Regions from separate parts of the Mus musculus genome. Here regions 1, 2, 3 and 5 are each linked to region 4. A link is a contact called in public Hi-C data. All regions are on one chromosome and are shown on one strand. Each heading gives the region's core, a stretch centred on a gene start, on an enhancer-like site or on the middle of the called end of the contact. The rest is flanking DNA. Distances are from core to core; before and after follow the strand shown. Region 1 overlaps Alk (anaplastic lymphoma kinase). Region 2 overlaps Alk (anaplastic lymphoma kinase). Region 3 overlaps Alk (anaplastic lymphoma kinase). Region 4 holds the start of Alk (anaplastic lymphoma kinase). Region 5 overlaps Alk (anaplastic lymphoma kinase).

Evidence for each region. A called contact is a pair of places that touch in the nucleus more often than the background predicts.
Region 1: a Hi-C map of the N1E-115 cell line shows a contact between it and region 4, with 5 times the contacts expected there. The contact joins the enhancer-like site here to the promoter of Alk in region 4. A contact is called at or near these places in 3 of 39 promoter capture datasets (cranial neural crest, hippocampal neurons and liver), 2 of 484 Hi-C or Micro-C datasets (the N1E-115 cell line and cortical neurons) and 7 of 115 datasets of contacts at active chromatin or transcription factors (SST interneurons, astrocytes, embryonic forebrain and 4 more).
Region 2: a Hi-C map of the N1E-115 cell line shows a contact between it and region 4, with 6 times the contacts expected there. The contact joins the enhancer-like site here to the promoter of Alk in region 4. A contact is called at or near these places in 10 of 39 promoter capture datasets (the HPC-7 cell line, embryonic stem cells, hippocampal neurons and 4 more), 4 of 484 Hi-C or Micro-C datasets (the C10 cell line, the N1E-115 cell line, cerebral cortex and 1 more), 7 of 115 datasets of contacts at active chromatin or transcription factors (astrocytes, embryonic forebrain, embryonic stem cells and 3 more) and 1 of 9 other capture datasets (pancreatic islet).
Region 3: a Hi-C map of the N1E-115 cell line shows a contact between it and region 4, with 5 times the contacts expected there. The contact joins the enhancer-like site here to the promoter of Alk in region 4. A contact is called at or near these places in 4 of 39 promoter capture datasets (embryonic stem cells, hippocampal neurons, liver and 1 more), 1 of 484 Hi-C or Micro-C datasets (the N1E-115 cell line) and 5 of 115 datasets of contacts at active chromatin or transcription factors (astrocytes, embryonic forebrain, embryonic stem cells and 2 more).
Region 5: a Hi-C map of LSK cells shows a contact between it and region 4, with 4 times the contacts expected there. The contact joins the enhancer-like site here to the promoter of Alk in region 4. A contact is called at or near these places in 3 of 39 promoter capture datasets (embryonic stem cells, hippocampal neurons and liver), 1 of 484 Hi-C or Micro-C datasets (LSK cells) and 2 of 115 datasets of contacts at active chromatin or transcription factors (embryonic forebrain and neural tube).

What each region holds. Positions count from the first base shown.
Region 1 is chr17:72,189,923-72,192,622 of GRCm38.p6, forward strand. All of the region lies in intron 4 of Alk (anaplastic lymphoma kinase), which reads right to left. Among named protein-coding and RNA genes, the nearest start is that of Gm41613, 62 kb to the left of the region's middle. Within about 2 kb of position 1,334, at least 5 of the 459 cell types and tissues checked have an H3K27ac peak or open chromatin away from gene starts, as enhancers often do. A contact at or near this core is called in the N1E-115 cell line and SST interneurons, where this site is marked.
Region 2 is chr17:72,325,126-72,327,825 of GRCm38.p6, forward strand. All of the region lies in intron 3 of Alk (anaplastic lymphoma kinase), which reads right to left. Among named protein-coding and RNA genes, the nearest start is that of Gm41613, 200 kb to the left of the region's middle. Within about 2 kb of position 1,451, at least 2 of the 459 cell types and tissues checked have an H3K27ac peak or open chromatin away from gene starts, as enhancers often do. A contact at or near this core is called in the N1E-115 cell line, where this site is marked.
Region 3 is chr17:72,274,313-72,277,012 of GRCm38.p6, forward strand. The region is part of intron 3 of Alk (anaplastic lymphoma kinase); the gene reads right to left. Among named protein-coding and RNA genes, the nearest start is that of Gm41613, 150 kb to the left of the region's middle. Within about 2 kb of position 1,384, at least 31 of the 459 cell types and tissues checked have an H3K27ac peak or open chromatin away from gene starts, as enhancers often do. A contact at or near this core is called in the N1E-115 cell line, where this site is marked.
Region 4 is chr17:72,603,044-72,605,743 of GRCm38.p6, forward strand. It overlaps Alk (anaplastic lymphoma kinase), which reads right to left and starts at 1,264. Exons shown (of 29, transcript NM_007439.2): 1 at 1-1,264. The coding sequence starts at 666.
Region 5 is chr17:72,157,818-72,160,517 of GRCm38.p6, forward strand. The region is part of intron 4 of Alk (anaplastic lymphoma kinase); the gene reads right to left. Among named protein-coding and RNA genes, the nearest start is that of Gm41613, 30 kb to the left of the region's middle. Within about 2 kb of position 1,349, at least 29 of the 459 cell types and tissues checked have an H3K27ac peak or open chromatin away from gene starts, as enhancers often do. A contact at or near this core is called in LSK cells, where this site is marked.

The DNA.
Region 1 (2,700 bases), core at 84-2,583, 410 kb before region 4:
GTCTCTAGGACTATGGGGTCACTGATGCCCTGGCCAGAAATCTCCACAGATCTTCCCATTTCTTTCTCTCCTGGGATTATAAACATTTATCCCCACAACTGGGTTCTTCTGTGGGCTTTGAACTCAGGCCCTCATTCTTGCATACCTGGTACTTTTCCAACTGAGTCATCTCTCCAGCCTATTGATACTATTTGAAAGTTTTACAGTTTCAAAATGTATTGAACACCTCATCTGTGGCAGGTGCTGTCTTGGACTTGGGGACACTGACACGAACATGTAAGGTATGTATGTATGTCTTGATGAAGTTGAAGGAAAAACAGAAGTGTGCAAGGCTGGTGAGCTAATGTAGACCTGGCGTACTTCAGAGAACACAAAGGAGAGACACTGAGGCACAGTGATGCTCTGGTATACCTTCCTGAAAAGACACTTGTATACTGCTAAGAGTTGTACACTTCAGGGCTGTAGGATCTCGTGTGTGTGTGTGTGTGTGTGTGTGTGTGTGTGTGTGTGTGTGCGTGTGTGTGTGATGTATCACAATATCTGAAGCATCTAATTAAAATGGACCAAATAGATTCCTCCAGCTTTTACTGAGGCACTGTGCTAAGAGCTTTCCCATACATTAAATCATTTAACCAATTCTCTGCGAGGACATCCAGATCTCTTCAGAAGCCTGCATGCCAGATAGAATAATTTTTTGATGGATAGAGTCCATTACCAGTTTAGGCCATGAGCCCAGGTGATTGAAAAAGCATAAATCAGGCAATTGTTCTGGTGTTGCCCCTCGCTCCCGTCTTTAAACCTCTTGCTACTAATGGAGATATTATCGGACTCTCCTGATGACAGAAGAATGAACCCACTGAATCACCACACAGCCCTGTGTACGCAGGGTAGCTTCATATCCACACCCGTCTTATAACACTGTTTAATTTTGAAATCAAAGTGTTGACAGGTGCCATTTGCTGCTCGTGTTTGCTTTGTTTTACATCCAAAGACTTGTGGCTGTACGATCTGTACTTCAACTGGGTTTTGTATGTATGTGCGTGCGGGAGGTATGGCGAGCAAGAGAGTGAAGGGGGCATAGAATCTCTTCTCACTTTTGTCTCCTCTACCCATCTTTTATTTCACGGTGAACTCATCAAGCCAAACTCAACTTTTGTCCACCAGATCCTTAAATCTGAGCTCTTCAAAGATATCATCTAGTTTAATTCCTCTCTTGAGAGAGAGAGAGAGAGAGAGAGAGAGAGAGAGAGACTGAGAGAGAGCTCCCAGGCTTCCATCTCTGGAGTCCAGGAGCAGGCAATGAGTCAGAATAGAGATGAGGTTGTCTCTCTGGCACCAACCTGGACCCATTTTAAATAGCTCATCTGAATGTTAACGCACACTTGAGACAAGAGTGCAGCTTATATCCTCCTCAAATTGATTCATTTTGCATTGAGCCTGATGCAATTGACTCAGTATAAAAATGTCTTTGGCAATTAGGGGAACAAAGGGGCAGAGCTGGCAGGCTAGAGGGATGACAAACGAAGCGAGATGACGCGTACATCGAGGCTGGAATTAAATTTCTTTTTGAATCAGATGTTTCTAAGGAATGGGGATGGCAAACAAGAAAGTCCTTCTTTCCCTGCGAGAGAAACTTGAGGATTCTCTCCCTGGAAGGGAAAGATGCAAATTGTCTAAGAAATGGTCCTTGTGAAATGCTTAGCAGCCTCCATGGCTCCTCATGGTGTCAACTTTAGTGGTGGCTGGGGGCTCTGGGGCCAAGGCACAGCCAGTAAAACAGTGAGCTAAGCTTGGGCCAACTCAGCAGGAGGGAAATCATTGGAAAGATCCTATCTGAGTGGCAGACAGAACTCTGGAAATGAGTTATAGAAAAAAATTCTCCCACTGCAGAGTTTGGGGAGGCAAGATATGAAAGGTATCCTCAAAGGGATGAAAGAGTCTGTTGGTAGGAGAAGTGGGCTTGCTCTACATGACTCCAGGGCACAAACAAAAGTAAATAAAACAGTAGAAAAACAGAGGGAATTAGTAGATTCTGACATTATCTTGGGAGTTATATATACATTGTTATGGTACTTGTTTATAGAAAAATTGAACTATTAAATGAAGCCATATGCCCCAGTACCATGAATATGGTAAATAGCAAGTATGTGCTGGTTGTCATTTTTCACAATGATCTTACAAGGTATTACTACTGCTTTATGGAAATACACTGGAGGCTTAGAGCTATGGAGGCCCTGGATGTCTTTCTAAAGTTTCAAAGCCAAGGGACCACTATCAAGCTTTTCCAATGAGCTCCAGTGGATCTGCAAAGAGGTGGTCTGTTTTACAACATGATTGGCAACCCACTGGCTGGGGCAAGTCAAAGCTGAGTTTGGATGTACACACTACTGGCTGAGGCCAGGCAAGTCAGAGCCTGGTTCTTGAAAAGACTCTTCCATGGGCCTGGGGTTGCAGAAAGAGCTGGAATTCAATGCCCCAAGATGCCACAACTGAAATACTCTTCAGGTCCTAATGCGCCTTGAACTCATATATAGTTACAAGAGAATGTGAGATTGGAGAAGCTGCTACAAGGCTAGGACCCAGGGGGTTATGGAGAGAGAGAGAGAGAGAGATAGATAGATAGATAGATAGATAGATAGATAGATACATAGATACATAGATACATAGATACATAGATATATAGATACATAGATACATAGA
Region 2 (2,700 bases), core at 201-2,700, 280 kb before region 4:
TGAACTCCTTATTCTTAGCTCTCATCTATGCACACACCTGAGACCCTCTGTAAGTCAACACGGATGTGTTAGTTTCTTGTTGTGGTGGTGAAATATCAAAGATAAACTATGTAAAGGAAGAAACGTTTGTGATTGGCTTATGGTTATGATATGTTAGTCCTAGATCACCTGATTCGGCAGCTTCCAGACACCTGATCATGAAACAAGAATGAAATGGAGCAAAGAGGCTCTGATTGTGTGGATAGGAGGGAGGAGGGAGAGAAGAGGAGGGGAGAGGAAGGAGAAACTAGCAGGAGGGATGGGTGGGATCAAGACCTAGCTAAGAACCAATTACATTTCCCCAAAGGCATACTCCTCCCCCACAGCATACAGCTTCCTCCAACTAGACATGCCCCCTAGAATATTTATAACACCCCCCCAAATTGTGATGACCTGGCGAACAGATTTTTCCACACATCAACTTCGAGAAGACATATAATCCAAACTCCAACCGAGAAGAAGGCTAGCGTTCAACCTGTGCTTTCTGGAGATTGGGACTCTGACTAGGAGATACCAAATAAACTATGATAGTTGGGGCTGAAGCAGGCCATTGGAGATACTCCACTGACACACACCAAGGTGGATCAATTAGACGGGGAGGGCAGCATGTGTGTGGATAACTATTATAATTGGAATATGAGGGCAAGGGCTTTGTAGGTGTATGGGTGCTTTACTGACAATTGACTTCCTCATCCTTTTTGGTGACGTGTTGCCTTCTTTCTTAATCTTGTTATGCATAATTCTCTAAGATGCTCCAAACAGGGCTTTCAGGTTTCTGTGTATTTTGGTATCGGGATATGTCTGGCTCACTTAAAGGCTTACATCTAGTGACAGTAACCATGCACAATGAGATCTCCAAGCTAACAGGGCTTAAATGTCTGCTACCCCCTCAGGCTCTTTGGGTGATGATTCAACCAAAGAGAAAATGGAAAGTATAACTTTGCACCCCCTCCCCTCTGACTCCAGTGCATTGCAATAGGGCTACTTTTAATGTGCTTAGCAACAATTAGCTCTTGAAGCTGCAACAGCTGCACAATGCTGATGCTCTCCAGATGCAGCAAACGAATTAAATCATGCGATAATTCAATTGGAAAATTGGGTGCAATTATGGAGAATGCAGAATCTGCTAGCCGCCTCATGGTGACTTGGAGTTCTTAAACAACAGTTGTGTGGGCTGCTCAGGGAGTCTGTGGCCCACTCCAAAACTGATGTGGGTGTTTTCAGGGACCTCTGTCCCACTTCTGGTAATGGTGGTATATTAGTTACTTTCTGTTGCTGCAATACAATACCATGATCAACAGCAACTTCCAGAAGGAAGAGTTTGTTCTTCTGGTCCAGTTCCAGAGGGAGAAGAATCCGTCATGTCTGTGGAGGCATAGTGGCAGGCAGCCAGGGCAGGAAGCTGAGAGATCACATCTATAACCCTAAGCCTGTATCAGAGAGCAGGGAGAGTCAGTAAACACTCCAACCCTCTTCCCAGTGATGTGCGTCCTGCAGCAAGGCTGTACCCCCTCATAACATCTCCCAAAGAGCATCATCATCAACTGGGAAGGAAGTGATTAAATATCTGAGTCCTTGCGGGACATTTCTCATTCAAGCCACCCCAGATGACATCACATAGCCCTGTACTTAGTTAAAAGGTAACTGGATGTCACCTAAGACGACAGCAATGACAAGGTTCTTGTATAACTTCCTGACTTTCCCACCTGAATCACTTCTTGGGTAGGCAGCAGTTGTCCTTTAACTATTGCTGGCTCCATCCCATGGTAGCACTGTCCACAAGCACAAGGAACAAGACAGAGTAACATCGGACACAAGCCCAAGATGGAGTTCCTAAGACTACCGGGTGACCATGAGAATCATAAAATAGTAGTTGTAAGCATTTTATTACTCCAGCATGGGTATTACACACCAAAGTTTTGATGTCCTTTGCATGTGTGTCACTTCCCTTATATTTACCATGATCTTAATGCATTGCTCATGATTTCCAGCTGGAACTTATGTAAAGGGAAGCACCAACCTAAAATAGTAATTTCGAGCTCATTTTCAGTGGAGTCTTCTTGGAGGTCTTTGAGCTTTCCTTCCCCGGCTCTAATGTTCGCAGCCATCTCATATCCTATCAAGGGCTTGTGTGTATACATGCTGCTCTGTGGTCACATCCACACTGGAGGACATGTCAGCTACGAGGGTTCCTGGGCATTTTGTAGTGACAGCCTACAGAGCTGTTCTCAGGTGACCTTGCCTCATCCAGCAGCGACTTCTCTTTTTAATGGCTTACCTTTCTCAAATCTTCCCAAAGTGTTCAAATGAATTTTCAGAGAAATCATAGCTCTCATCTTGCTTTGCAATTGGATTTTGTAATTACTGTAAATATCTTTTAGAATAAATACCAGGGACTCCAGGGAAGCTAACACCGTAAGCGTCAGCAGCAGCAAGTACAGCGTCCTACAGTGTGCCTGTTGACCTCCAGAGTACAGGTTGTTGTAGACATCCATCAAGATGCTTTATAAAGAAACAGATAATGCAATGACTTGGTAAAGCAAAGGTTAATTAAGAGAGCATCCAGTGTCCTATAAATTTAGTGGTGTTCTTAAATGAATTTGTATTTTATTTGCTTTTATATGCATGCCTTAAAAAATATAACACCTAGAGGGATCACAG
Region 3 (2,700 bases), core at 134-2,633, 330 kb before region 4:
GCTAAAGACAAAAATCACAGGGCGGTCATCATGAACATCCCCACCTGACTCCCAGCACGTCTTCCTTTCTATGATAGAAACTGCACCTGACACCAGAGAGACAGAGAAACACTAGAAGGGAAAGACTAAAACACAGTCTCCCTGCCCCCAGCCCCATGCAACTGAGATGATGCTGCCCAGAGAGAGCTTTAAGAAGACTTAAGAAAGCCACATGGGCATGGCAGAAATACCATAGCATCGATGGTGGCAAAAAGAGCCACAAAATGTAATACGTATTTGTTCACTGAAACTCCCCAAGTTTCTATAAACTGAAAATACAATAAACAACATTTCTTTATAGGGGCACAATCATTTTATTTTATTTTTCTTTAAAAATAACTATTTCACACTAAAGAGAAAATAAAAGTAAAGCCATCTTTCCTGTATGACTAAAAGCCCCATTGCTACATAGGAAAAGGAATTAGAAAGTTAAACCATAAAGTGTCTAATAAACAATAAACACTACATATCAGACACCAGTGGCTATAATTAAAGCAATAATCAAAGGGGAATATACAACTTTATATATTTACATCTACTTCTTTGAAGAATTTTGGTTCATTTGATTTGTGTTGAGCTGAAAATGAGGTTTACAAGTCTCCCATTTCCTTTAAACTTGTCTCTTCTGCTGCTTAGAATTGTAAATTTAAATATAATAAAATTAGAGCTAATTTAAAAAATATATAACTCACCAGTGAATTTACTGTGAATATCCTGGTGGCAGAGTCAAGAATGAAATTTGAGGAATAATACTCGGCTTGACATAAACATAATTTTGTTATGGTATTCCGTAGAAAAACAATGCCGTTTGTTAATGGGATTATAATGGTTCATTATTATTAATAAAATGTAAGTATCTTGAACTGCTAAAAGAAAACAGACATAGAAAATAATATCCCATTCCATGATTGGGAAGACAAAGTCAGTGTGCTAGCTGGTGACCACAAAAATGCCTGTGTGGAACTGTGAGACTAGTCTAAAATACTGAATGGGAAAGAGAGGAAGGAGGGAGATGGAATTCCAGTTCCCTGATGGGAAGTGGCAGAGGCAGCAATGGTGACAGGGAACAGGGAGCCTGGACAGCTTCACAAATCAGGACGCTGTCAACAGGATGGCAAGCGAGAAGAGCTTTCCGGCTCCCTACCTCTGCCACCATGCCCATTGTGTTTGCAAGCATGTGAAAGATGACCACTCAAGTAAGAATGAGTGCTGACAAGCCCAATGTGACAGGGACTCTTTCCATCTGCTGTGAAGCCCTCAGAAATCTCCCCACACACAGCTAGCTTCCCCTTTCTTGGGTCACACAACCAAACAGAATAATACATTCCTTAATGCCTAACAAGGAAAGTGACTCATACAGATTTTGCATTAGGGTTAAAAAAAAAAATCTGGCAGCGAAGATGTTTCAACTGGTCCTGAAGATCTGATGAGTAATTCTGTCCAGGAAGATGTGGCTTCCTGACAGACGGGGAACCTTCCCAGTGATTTAAATACGAGTTTGGATACCAGAGAGTCTGCCGCTCTCTGGCATCGTACTTTATCAAAACTTTGAAAGCCTGTGGAGGACCCGTTTTTTTTCCATCTTAGTAGGAGGACTGTGGCAGAGACAAAAAGGCAAGGGGTGCAGAGATGGGGAGGAGATAGCTTTGTGAGGATGTAAAGGAGGGTGTGGTACTGATGTCTGCCAAGTGAGAGAGCCAACCATGCTTGGGGTTTGCCTCCTACTCTAGCTCCCCATCCTACCAAGAAGACAGAGCTCATAGTGGACCTTTATGAGATGACCATAGAGGACCCTCATGTGGTATCCTTCAGACAAGTTTCCTAGACGTTTCACATCTGTGACCATTTTATGAGTGAGAAAGTTTTACTTGATATCAGATATTTTACATAGGTATCCAAGTCAGACATTTACTGATGACAAATCATGAGGAAATTTTAAAATGGATTCTTTTCTGCAATTATAATTATATCATTTCTCCTCCTTCCTTTACCTTCTGGAAAAATTTTAAAAGAAATTCTTTGGTGTGCATATAGTTCAGTAAAGAATACATCAAATTTGTTTACTAACGAGGTGACTATGATTATTTATTTTATGTAAAGAATTAAATGTTGACTGGATATTTAGTATGGCAGGTAGTGGGCATCTTCAATGTTCTGTAGAATTGACCAATATTTTGATTTCTCTCATCAGTGCTGAGAACAGCGTTTCACACAATTGTGCTGTACAAAATGGCAGAAGTTTGTTTAGGGCCATTTCAGAAACTGTGAGAAACTTTATCCTAATCCTAAGCCAAAATTCATTGAGGAACTCTGTTTTCATGATATGAAAGTCGGCAATTCAAAGAGCAATTTTAAAAATCAAACATTCTAACACAGTGTAATCCAATGATATACTAATTTGATATTTACATACTGGGAGATGACGGTAGGAACATATTGGAAGTCTTTGTTTTCTGTAATTAAACCAGCATGTTTCTCTAAGAACAGAAAGCTTTGTACAATAAAAACTTTGCATTCTATGCATACAGTGCATCTGAGCCAAGGTGTCTTAGCTTGTATTGATACTATGTAGTGTGAAGTCATGCCCAGAGCGGAGTGTGCATGGTGTGTGTTCAGGACCAAGGTCAGCAGCGAAGTCACCTGATAAAACAGGGGCGGGGC
Region 4 (2,700 bases), core at 14-2,513:
GAAGAGAAGGCGGGGCTGGGAGGCTCGGATCGCACTGGATAGCCTTCCCTCCCTGCCCACTTCCGATGCCTTCTTCTCAGGCATCAGGCGGATCCTCAGCCTCCCTTCGCCGTGGAGAATCCACCAGCTGAACAGCTCGCTGAGGTTGAACTGGAGTATCCCCACAGCCGCTACCTCCTCTGGGGGACCAATACAGCCTTCAAGAATCGTCTCCTCGCCCAGCTCCAGCACCAGCTGTTTGGCACGCCTGAGCTTGCGCACCGAGCCTCCCTTCAGCACCCTGGACAGCGTCGGACCCGCCTCGGGACTAGGAGAACTGGCTCCATCTGCCCAGGAGATTCCAGGCAGTGGCCCCAGCAGCCTGAGCAGAGGCTCACAATCCAGGGCCAGTGATCCCCGCGCCTCCAGCCCGCCAGCCTCGGGCTCCGAGGGGGACCGTGGCTGCGGTAGCAGCAGGTCTCGGGCATAGACGCGGAAGAGCGAGGGTACAACGAAGTCCACTGCCAGACTCTTCCTCTGCAGGCGCGAATAACTGAGCGGCTCCCGGGGCTGCAGAGGAGGCCCTGAGGCTGGGGAACCCGCGCGCTGATCGGTTGCAGCTCCGGAGTACGAGGCTGCTGCCAAAAGCAGTGGAGGCAGCAGCCACAGGAACCCAGCAGCTCCCATCCCGCTGGAGGGCGAGTTTACACTAGTCTCCCTTCCCTTGCTGGTCCAGCCTCGCCCTTCACTCTCCCCCAAACAGGAAAGGGCTCCAAATAGTCCTTGGTCCTGAATGGCTCCTTCCACTAGATCTCAGGGACTGTGTGTACACTATAGAGCGCCCTTGCTTTTCCCAAGCTACAAGGAGGCGAGAAGGGTTCTCAGCAAAACGGAAGACAAAGTCAGGGGGTAGTTCGGAGACAGTGAGACACCCTGGGCTCAACAGCTGGATCCTGCGCCTCTCGCCGTGCTGCGCCCCATTTGTAGAGGCCTTTGCTCAGGGACCAGGGAGGTGGCAATTAGGTACCGTTCAAGGAGCCCTCGGCGACCAGAGCTCTCCTCTTAGCTTCCAATCTTCTGCAACTTTCCAGGCTGTGAACCGTGGCTCCGAGTCGGTCACTGTCTTGCCCACGTCCTCCGCTCCTGTCACCTCCTCTGCGCTCCTTCCCAGGTCTAGGCAAGGACCACCGGAGGGGGCTGCTTTCTAGCGCCCCCTCAAGTGACCTCCGCTGCAGGAAGTCTTCGGATCGATCACCCTGCCCGCTGAACTTCTGGGCGTGAACACGAGCTCTGCGTTGCGGAGAGGAGGCTCCCGCTGCCTCCACGCGCGCAAGTTTGCAGCGTCCTTGCCGTCACCGACGTCTTGGTTCCTCGGAGTTCACTCCCAAGCACCCGGGCGGCCCTGGCCGCTGGCGACTAGTGAAAACATTCCGGGCAGAGGAGCCCGCAATGTAGCCAGCCCCCTCCTCACCTACCAGCAGCGCCCGCGGTTTTGTTGACTGGCCAGGGGGCGAACGGAAAACGTCTTACTGCCCCCCCGAGAACCGCTGGACAGAAGCAGCGGGAGGTGCCAGTTGCCACCGCTGCTGCCGCCCCCAGAGCCGCTGGATCGCATCTGCCTGGGCGCCCGCCACTTGCAGCTGGCAGTGCCGCGAGCGCGCGCCGAAGGGGGGCGGGGCCTCCGCGAGGGGCGGGGCTCTAGAGCGAACTCAGCGCAGCCGCCCAGCCCACGCAGCCGGCCCCGCCCCCTTCCAAGCCCGCCGGCCAATGCCGCTGCGAGATCTGCTCCTATGCAAATCTGCAGAGGCCTCAGTATTCATTGAGAAAAGCACCAAGCCCGCCCCGCCTCCCGCTGCTGGTGCCTGTTCCTTCCTCCAGATTGCCTGCCCTATTTCTCCGCTGTGCGAACAAGAGAGTATTTTGGATAAATGGGAAAACTGGAAGCGATCGTTGCAACCAAACACTCTGTCTAATTATACATTTAACAGATTAAATGTGTCCGACTTCAGAGGAGCAGGTTCCGGAATAAATCTGGAGGCAAAGAAAAACCAGAAGGAGGCAGGGGTAGCGAGGCCCTGCAAGATTCAAGAGCCTTGGAGCCTTGAAAGGGAACCTTCTCCAACACTCCTGTTATTTGAAAGCATTCCTGAGAGCCTGAGTTGTTCTTCTTCGGCTTTAGCCGCAACAAATGCTGTCAGACCTGTCAGCCACTTGGTTTTCTCATAATGGTGTCTGCACAGGTTTCCAGACAGAAACTGGGGATGAAACTCAGAGCCTTCTATAAGACAAGCGAACGCTCTGCCGCTGAGCAACCACCCCACCACGACACTATTTGTTTATTCACTTTTTTTATTTTGGCCTTTTTTGAAATACGACCTCGTTTTTGTAGCCCAGGCTGGGCTTGAACTCACTACACTGCCTAGACTGACTAGGAACTCTTGGAAATCCTGTTCCGGCTTTTCAAGTGCTGGGATTTGGGATTACAAGCATAAACCACCACACATGAGACGGATATTTTTAATTCCAGTTCTGGATCATTTGCTCATGTGAGACTTCCAAGCCCACCCTCCAGTCCTCTTGACTGCTACTTTGCCCTAGCGGTCCATGAGTAGCAGGCCAGAGGCTATGGATATGACTCTGTGGAAGAAGGTTGTGTGGGGCGGTGGCACACACACTCAAGGCCTTCTATTTATTCACTTACTTAAAATGCCAGGTTCTCCC
Region 5 (2,700 bases), core at 99-2,598, 450 kb before region 4:
AGGCATGCCTGTCCATGTGTTGCCTGTGGAGGTCAGAGGTCAACCTCAGGCTTCATTCCTCGGAAGCCATTCACCTTGTCTTTTGAGACAGGCTCGCTAATTGCAGCTTGAGTAGGTTGGGCTGCCAGGCCCGTTCACCCCAAGGGTCTGGTGTCTCTCCTACCCCGAGATGGGACTGAAAGCCTGTGCTACCATGCCTGGCTTTTATGCGGGTTCTGAGAATCAAAGCAAGGCTCATGTGGCAAGTCCTTAACTGACTGAGTCATCTCCCACCCTGACCCCAAGGCCCCAATCTGTGAGAACACATCATGTCATTGTATTTGTTAAGCTTTAACTATTTGAAACCTCACACTTCCATGGGGGGAAGTGACTGTACTTGAACAGGTTTATCCATGAAGATGTGAACTGTGTGGCCACCGGGCACAACACCCAGGCAGCCGACAGTGGCCAGTCCTGAGCCTTCAGCTTAACAGCTCCATGACATCATGCAATTTATTTAACTGGTTGGAGACTCAAGTTCTCCACCTGAAAACAGAGTTGATGCTATCCGTTTGGCCATTCCTCACATGATTTGGTGCCTCAGCAGATGGTGAAGAAACACTTCTGCAACACCCACCACATACCAGTCAGCTTGCTCAACACTGCATTATGAACCACAGGACGCTGTTTGGGGACATAATCAGGGCCACAAATACAGGGCCAGATCCAGAGCTCACAGCCCATGCATCTGTCCCACCCTCTGCCACCTTGTGTTTGTTCCTGGAGGTCATACCGAGGGCAAATGTGAGGGCTCTGTGTGGTTGGAATTATTTCATCTTCTTTGTTCAGTTCATTTGCTTTTTACTTGTTGGTCTCGAGTTATGTATCACCTGCACACACACACACATGCACACACACATACAGACACATACAGATACACACACACACACATACAGACATTCACACACACACACACACACACACACACACACACACACACACACGACCCTTCACATTCTACCTGCCTTATGGATGTCACCTCTACAGCAGCAACTATAACCAACCCACATACAGTTCTAGATAACTCCAGGACAGGTGTTTGGAACAAAGCAGGTGCTATCAATATGTGCCATGTGAACAGTTACATTATCTGCAATCTCTTAGGCTGCTTTTCAGGCAACTGAAAAGTTCCTGTTACTTGCTCTTTAATAGTCTGTCACTTGCTCCACTGGGTGCCTGGTTCCTGTTATATAAGTAGTGTTTCATCAACTACTATATTCAGCAGGATGCTGGGGTCAATCCCTAACCCCCAAACTGAGACTGGAACACGAATGACTCACCAGCTCTCCTAAAAGTCTAATTAATCACAGCAGCGCCGGAGCAAAACAACATTAGCTCAGGCCATGTCAAGCAGTTTCCCTGGTATGACTGATGACTTTGAAGCAGTGGGGTTGGCTTGGGCAAGATACTATTGGGAATATTCCAGATAGCCTTCATGATCATATTTCATACATTTCACTGAGGTTGGTTGGAAAGCCAAGAACGGAAAAACAATGATGTCTAACAATCTAACCCTCCGTAATTTCCTCCACCTTCACTTTGCTAACAGTGCTCTGTAGGGAGAACGTTAAAGTGTTCAGTCACAGGAAAACTTTATAACCACAGTGTTGCAAATAGGAAGACTAGGTAGATTCTGCAGAAGAGAGAGTTGGTGGCACACTAATCTCAGCCTGGCCTCCCTCTGTGACAGAAGGCTGTTATCTATGTAAGGTCATTAGTTTGACTTAACAGAGCAGGGTAGAGGGTGCCACTTTAGCCAACTCAGCCCTCATGTTCTCTAGGATAGAAAGTGGGGCCCAACTAAACCACCAACCAAAGAGGATGGCCTTATCTGGAATCACTGGGAGGGGAGCCCCTTGGTTCTGTGGAGGCTGGATGACCCAGGATAGGGGAACACTAGGTTGCTGAGTCAGGAGTGGGTAGGCAGGTGGGGGAGCACCCTCATAGAGGCAGGGGAAGGGAGGAGGGGATAGGGGACTTGTGGAGAGGAAACTGAGAAGGGTGATAACATTCACAATGTAAATAAATAAAATAACCAATAAAAAATTAGCAGCAAAAGTTGGAAATATCCAGAAGTTGAAAGAAAGAAAGAAAGAAAGAAAGAAAGAAAGAAAGAAAAGGAAGAAAGAAAAGAAAGAAAGGAAGAAAGGAAAGAAAGAGAGAAAAGGAAGAAAGAAAAGAAAGAAAGAAACTGGGGCCCAAAACAGAAAACAGCAAAAGGGCTAAGGTTGATAAAGGAGAATCCCAAACTGACCATCATTATTTGGTTTTGTAAAGGCTCCACTGAAAGCTGAAAGCAGAATTCAAGATGCCTTATTAGCGGAAGCATAACTATGTGAATGGGTATGCAAAGGAAATAAATGAAGATGGAAATTATTTATTTATACACTTATATCATGTTAGCGTGAGCATTTTAAAAACAAGGTCTGTATCTTAGTTGGCTTTTGTTCTATTCTTAAAGCTTGGCGTGATGCCTTATCCTTAATAGATATGCAATGAATGATTAATTGAGTTCAATAGTCTCTAAGTGTTTTTCCAAAGATGATGTATTGATGATGTATTAATCTCATGCTTGCTCATATTCCAAATAGCCAAGCATGACAAATGCGCTATCTTGAATGTAATAGGTCATGCCACAGTGAACTCTCACAGGTAGGTTAA